2 separate regions of the Oryctolagus cuniculus genome follow, and region 1 is linked to region 2. Evidence: chromatin contacts called from public Hi-C data. All regions are on one chromosome and are shown on one strand. The core of a region is the stretch at or near the end of the contact, and the rest is flanking DNA. Distances in the headings are between cores, read along the strand shown. Region 1 overlaps LOC138843476. Region 2 overlaps SORL1 (sortilin related receptor 1).

Region 1 (3,419 bases), core at 674-3,173, 570 kb after region 2:
ACCTAAAACAGCATCTTTCTCCATACTCAATTTAGCCATTGATTGGTGGATATGAAAAGTAGAAAAGCATATAAACATCTGGGGAAAGTCAGCTTTTGAAATAATTCAGATTGTGACATACAGGTAAATCCCCAGTAAGAACCATGTGGCCGAGTATTGATTCCTTGTATTGGTATAGCGCGTGTAGAGTTACAACGTTAGTACATGCAAAGTACAATCCCATGTACTCATCACATCTCATACATGCGGATGCAGGAAGGAAGGGGGGCAAGAGCCACATTTGACAGATGGAGAAGAGAAGATGAGAGATTTGCCCACACTCTACGTCGTCTTCCCCAGGGAACCGTGACTGTGTCTGCAGGTATCAAAGCCACTCTCAGTCTTCCAGGGAAGGTTCTACCAGCCCACCCCATCTGAGCCATTTTCTGGCTGAACCACTTCAATCACAAAGTGACAAGTGACCCAGGAAACACTTTGCAGGCAGGGAATATAATGTGGGCATTATGAACAGAGCTTCTCCCAAGCACATTCAGTCTGATCATGTGCCTGAGGTGTGTGCGACACTGACGCCAGCAGCAGGGCCCAGGACACAGACAAATCACTTTCCTGGATAGCCAAGAAGACACCATCAATCATGAGCTGCATTTTTCAGAAATAGAAAAATGAATCCAAAACAGGGAAAAAGAACATTTAACAGTGGCTCAGAGGGAAAAAAACCAATGTTTCCCACTTATCTGCCGAAGTGGGTGCTCTAAGAAGTGCCAAGGAAACACGGAGGGGTATTCAAAATTTCCCACAAATAGTGGAATTAGATACAGAAAACAGTACTTCAAAAAAAAAAAAAAAAAACTGTGGTAATGGAATTAAAAGATGAATTTATTTTGGTGCAAGAAAAGATGAACTCCTGGCATAATCTTTTTGTTATCTGTGTTTTCCGTGATTTCCAAATACCTCTCACATGCACAGATTCCAAATTTTTTATACCACAATAAATTTATCTTTTAATTCTATTTTCCATGGAGTTTTTGAAGTTCCTACAAAGATTACAAGGCAAATCCCCTGCTGAGAGTGGGAAGGAACTATTAACTGATTAATTATTATTAATGCCATCTTTTATTTAGCTAGCAATTATAACCTATTAAGAGCATTTCTCCACATTATCTTACTATTCAAACCTCGGGAAAATCCTGTAAGGCTCATCAGTAATATGTTATTATCTCCCTTTCATAGACAAAGAAAGAGGAAACTCGGATGCTTCTTTGCTTTAGCTAATCTTGCCAATAAGTGGCAAGGCTTGGATTAGAAGGAAGAATTTCTGACTCCTGGGCCATTACCTGGGGCAAACGTGGAAGACGAGAGGGAAAGTGTGAACCAGCTCAAAGGGACAAAACCTGAAAATGCCCTCCCGCCAGAATCCCTTCCAGTTCAGGTCCCAGCGGGGAGGAGGTGTGGCTACAGACCGGGAGCCACCGTGGGGCACACCTACTCACTGTGAATTTTCTTGTGCAACTGAGCATTCGCTGTCAATCTTCTGTCCTCTCCTGTCCTGCGAGGCGTCTGGGGCGGCCAAGTTGGAACCAACTTCAAACCAACTTAAGTCTCTGATGCAGTTCCCAATCCCTCCCTCGCCTGCGCGTGGTCAGCCCTTTGCACCACACCCAAAAAACCATTTCTGGTTTTTATCCCTGCACTCCCCCAGGGCTCCTCACTGCTCTCTCCCTCCATCCTGGGGCCTCTCTGCACTGCTCCCCCCCCCCCCCCCCCCGGTTCATCTCTGCTGAACACCTCCGTGTGGGTTCCATCTACTCCTCCCACCCCACTCCCGCCCCCACCCCTTGAGCCCCCTGGCCAGCCTCTCCCGGGTCCTACCTGCGCGCCGCAGCCACAGGCACCTCCCGGCTGCCCCTGGGATGTCTTGGTTCTGAGTGTCTGACGCCGTCAGCCTCCGTCCAGGGCCTGTGCGCTGTGCGTGTATCTTCAAGCTCTTTGTTACTTTGCCTCCGTAGTTTATCAGGCTGGTAAAAAAACAACAACAACAACACACAATAGAGGATGGTTTCAGCTGTGGTTCTCGCCTGCAGCCTCCAGAAGTGTTATCTCAGACCCCGACATTGCAACAAAGAAATCTCACAGTGGGGTGAGGGAAAACCAGCTACAGGACAGGAGGAGAAAACTTCAGCGCTTCCAAAATTCCGCAGCCCCAGCTGCCCTCCGGGGGCTCCCCCTTGTGGGAGTTGCGAGGCATGGCAAGGCCGAGCCCGCTTGGGACGGTGCCTGGCCCGGAGGAGGCGAGCACGCTGGCGGGTGAGTCTCCAGCCACCAGCGTGGGCTCGCTCTGAGTTACAGAGTGGAGGGTCTCCGCGGTCAATCAGGGCACTGCTTTGGGGAGACGGTTCTCAGTGCCCGGGGACTGCGGCGCGCAGGTGAGTGAGGTATGAGTAATCAGCTCGCACAGCCCGGGCTTTGTCTGGGCGCTGGTGATTGGTAACCCTTGGCCTCTGCTTCGTGTCCGATTCCCCGACTGGCACGGAGGCACCATAAAGCCGGACATTCACCCAGGGCGGTTCTGGGGAGACAGGCGTGGCTCCGCCGTCTGACTAAAGCATGATGCCCGTCCTGTCTCCTGGATGCTCTGGCCAGGGTGGCCACTCCAGCTTCCGGTGCCGCGCGGGCATCCTGGCAGCTCACCACTCCCCACCTTGCTGTGAACAAGCTGGTGTCCACAAACTATCTTTCTCCAGAGAGATACAGTCTCATTCATCCTCTCCCACCCTGGCAGGCAAGTAGGACATCAAATATATTGCTCTCTTTCTCCAAACAGCATCAGAGGCTCATGCAGCCAAATGATTTCCAGAAAAGCCATCAGTGGAGCTGAGATGGGAGTGTGGGTTTCCTGACCTCCTCCTGTCCTGGTGGAAAGGAGAAAGTGAGGCTCACGGGCCACCCTTAGTGCAAGACAATGAGTTGCACCATGAAGGAGCACTGGGCAGTGCACTGGCCGTGACCCAGACTGAGCCTTTGGGAGACAACTCCTCATCGTGTGCAATACCAAGGAAGCAACCAACAGGCCCAGGGGAAGCTCTTTATTTTATTTTATTTTATTTTATTTTTGACAGGCAGAGTGGACAGTGAGAGAGAGAGACAGAGAGAAAGGTCTTCCTTTACCATTGGTTCACCCTCCAATGGCCGCAGCGACTAGCGCGGGGCGGCCGGCACACCGCGCTGATCCGATGGCAGGAGCCAGGTGCCTCTCCTGGTCTCCCACGGGGTGCAGGGCCCAAGCATCTGGGCCATCCTCCACTGCACTCCCTGGCCACAGCAGAGAGCTGGCCTGGAAGAGGGGCAACCGGGACAGAATCCGGCGCCCCGACCGGGACTAGCACCCGGTGTGCCGGCGCCGCAAGGCGGAGGATTAGCCT
Region 2 (3,521 bases), core at 690-3,189:
GTGGCAGATCATCGCCCCATTATGGGGTGAGCACCTCTACGGCCCTCCCCTTCCTCTTAGCTGTCAGCCTTAGCTGAACCTGAGATCTGTGTCTCGTGGGACTCGTGGATGTCCACGTGGACACACCAGAGGTGGGGAAGCGGCCGCTTCCATTCACACAGAAAGTCTGCTTTTGCAGGATTTCAACAGACTTTTCACTCCCACTTCCTCCCAGCCAAAAACTAACCAGTGCTCCTGCCAGAATCTTGTTCCATCACATACTGCTCCCCAGGGTGTGATCTTGTGGAATACTTAGGCTTGGCGTCCCTGTAGAAGAGGGAGACACTACCTTCCAGCGCCCTTGGGGGTGATGTGGTGTAGTAGACATCCTGAGAAGGTCCTAGAAAAAACAAACAGCACACCTGGCTAACGTCATGTTTCCTAAGTGCAGCACCATTTTTAAGCATACCCGGTTAACAGCCTCTGAGAAATGCCTTGAGAAGGAGCGTTGTGAGGACCCCTACCAGCTGCCTTTATGAAGCCCGTGCTGTTGGGAGCAGGCTCTTTCCTTCCTATCATCTCCTTTGAGTTCCAGCCGTGAGCATTCCGTTCATTTACCACTGCACAGCAGGGGTAGGCTGGGACGCATTAAATAAGGTCTTGCTGGAGTTTTGTGTTTTTTTTTTTTTTTTTTTCCTGGCAAGAAAGTAATGGAAGAAATTTAAATACAGACATGAATATTGAACTGCTAGATTAGGCTTACAAAAAATGGCTGCTCTCCCGCCTGTCTTTATGAGGGCCCTGGCAGGGTGAATCCCCAAGTAGCCTGAGCCGTCTGCATGAGGCCCAGACCGTGCCTGTACCATCTCCCCCACCCTGAGTGCTTCCTTTGCTGCAAACTGATGCCTGAGTTCCATTTTCTGCCTCAACTTCTATCTTTCCTTAGGATTTTTAACATAAAAATGTTCCCGGGGTCCCAACAGGGCAGGAAATGGGGCCGAGAGCCCCAGTGGTCCAGATCTGTCATCACAAAGCCAGCATCCATTTGTAACGATGGGCAGGGGGCATCGTTGTTAGGTTATAAACACCTAAATGGCTTTGCAAAAAGCTTTAAAAGATGCTAAATGTATATGGGATGGTTGTTTCTCTCTCTTTTTTTTTTTTTCACTAAGTGAAAAAACCTCATAAAACTTCATGAGCTGTTAAGTCGGTATTGTAAAGGAATCTCGTTTGTATCACTTAATGGAGCTTCAGGTGATTGCAGTTCAGAGTGACTTTGGTGCCAAGTAGGGGGAAATAATTGCGATCTCGTTAATTAGTGGTCTGATTTCACATCCTGTTATGTAAGGCAAGCAAGTGGTCTTAAGTAATAATGCTAATGAAATCAATGTTGACACCCCAGCAAAGGTCTGCCTTCCAAGAGATGATCTAAATAACCAACAAGGCGGCGATTAGGGCGCTAACGTAATTACCGTATTTGCATGCACGAGGCCCATGGTCTTTCAGCGCGTAGCAAGTAGTCGGGAAACATGCCGGCATCACACACGTGCAGAGAGGAGGTCGGGGTAGCTCCTGTGAAGTAGTTTCTATGGTGAGAGGGTGGGGCCTTAAGGACTTGCCTGGTGCACTCTCCTGCCCTCGGGTAGGAGGCTCATTGATGGGAGTCTCGTGTCTGCAGGTGGCGATGCGTCGGCGATGCAGGCTGCCAGGTCTACTGATGTCGCCGCCGTGGTGGTGCCCATCCTGTTTCTGATACTGCTGAGCCTGGGGGTCGGGTTTGCCATCCTGTACACGAAGCATCGGAGGCTGCAGAGCAGCTTCACCGCCTTCGCCAACAGCCACTACAGCTCCAGACTCGGCTCCGCCATCTTCTCCTCTGGGGATGACTTGGGTGAGTCACCACTTCTTCGCAGGGCGGGTCTCCCAAAGCCAGTGACCTGATTCGGAACAGCAGCTCATCCTGGGCACCAGAGGAGTCATTCATTCAGTGTTAATTTCATGGCCTTGGGCTGAAGTGGTTGGAGCCCTTAGCTTTTTAAGGTGTTCCCAAGTTAAAATACCATCTTGGCTTCAGCTGTGCAGTACTGGGCTGAAACAGGGATAAGGAGCTTGCCTGGCATAGGAAAGATAGAAAGGCCTTGGGCTTGGGAGATGCCAGTGTCAAAGCTCCCCAGATTGTCAACCCCTGTCTCATCCTTTGCACTCCTGAACTCTGACCTCTCTGGAGAATGTAGTCAAGAGGAACCGCAGTGCCTTCCTGGGGCTAGTGTGGGGCGCAGTAGGTTAAGTTGCTGTCTGTGACACCGACATCCCATAGGAGGGGTAGTTGGAATCCTGGCTGGGGCTGGCACTGGGGCACAGCAGGTTAAGTCACTGCCTGCGACGCCAGCATCCCATAGGAGGGGCATTTGGAGTCCTGGCTGCTCTGCTTCCAATCCAGCTCCCCTCTAATGAGCCTGAGAAAGCAGCAGAAAAGCAGCTGAGGTCCAAGTGCTTGGGTCCCTGCTGCCCATGTGGGAGACCCAGATGGAGTTCCAGGCTCCTGGGTTTGGTCTGGCCCAGCTGTTGTGACCTTCTGGGGAGCCAACCAGCAGATGGAAGACCTCCTTACTTTTCCCTGTAACTTTGCCTTTCAAACAATAAATATTTAAAAAATAAATAAAATAAATGTAGTATTTTCCCAATTGACTTCTAGCAAAAGATGCCCTTCTATCCTGCTTGTGTCTCTTTCCAGTTGCTAGCACCACTTCACCAGCCATTCTTGACTTATGTCTCAGTAACACATAGCTTGGGGGAAAGGAAGGAGATCCTTTTATTTATTTATTTATTTGACGGGTAGAGTTATAGACAGTGAGAGAGAGAGACAGAGAGGTCTTCCTTCCGTTGGTTCACTCCCCAAATGGCTGCTCCAGCCGGTGCTACGCCGATCCAAAGCCAGGAGCCAGGTGCCTCTTCCTGGTCTCCCATGTGGGTACAGAGGCCCAAGCGCTTGGGCCATCCTTCACTGCACTCTCAGGCCACAGCAGAGAGAGAAGAGGAGCAACCGGGACTAGAACCCGGTGCTCATTTGGGATGCCAGCGCCACAAGGTGGAGGATTAACCCAGTGAGCCACAGCGCCGGTCCTGAAGGGGGATCCTTTTATCCCCCTTAGAAATCTTCACACACTCAAATTCCTTAACACCGACACAGCTAGTATTACTGCTAATACATAATGCTAACACTAACACAGCTAAATTAATTAACTTGATGCAGTGGGCATGTTAAATGACCTCCCCAAACTCAGGCTGCTAAATGGGAGTTTGCATATTTATGTTTTCTGTGGTCCTTGTTTTTCTGTTTCAAAACGCATGTATGTATTCCCGTTCACTGGTTGATATCTGCTAGTGCCGTTCCCTTTTCTTGCTTCATCAGCTAGCGCCTTGCAGGAATGGGATGGCTTCTTTGCTTCCGCCCCCAGGGACAAAAGGAGCGCACCCCTCCCAGTGCCACGCAGTGATCCCCGAGTGCGGATCAGCACTTGGTTGCACAGGGCTCTACCAGG

The links. A called contact is a pair of places that touch in the nucleus more often than the background predicts.
Region 1: a contact with region 2 is called in a Hi-C map of embryonic fibroblasts, with 2.1 times the contacts expected there. The contact joins two enhancer-like sites.

The regions. Positions count from the first base shown.
Region 1 is chr1:114,660,663-114,664,081 of mOryCun1.1, forward strand. LOC138843476 reads right to left here. Exons shown (of 9, transcript XR_011378215.1): 5 at 1,870-2,015. Among named protein-coding and RNA genes, the nearest start is that of MIR100, 54 kb to the left of the region's middle. Within about 2 kb of position 1,924, at least 3 of the 8 cell types and tissues checked have an H3K27ac peak or open chromatin away from gene starts, as enhancers often do.
Region 2 is chr1:114,088,467-114,091,987 of mOryCun1.1, forward strand. SORL1 (sortilin related receptor 1) reads left to right here. Exons shown (of 48, transcript NM_001082664.1): 47 at 1,658-1,870. Among named protein-coding and RNA genes, the nearest start is that of SORL1, 170 kb to the left of the region's middle. Within about 2 kb of position 1,940, at least 1 of the 8 cell types and tissues checked has an H3K27ac peak or open chromatin away from gene starts, as enhancers often do.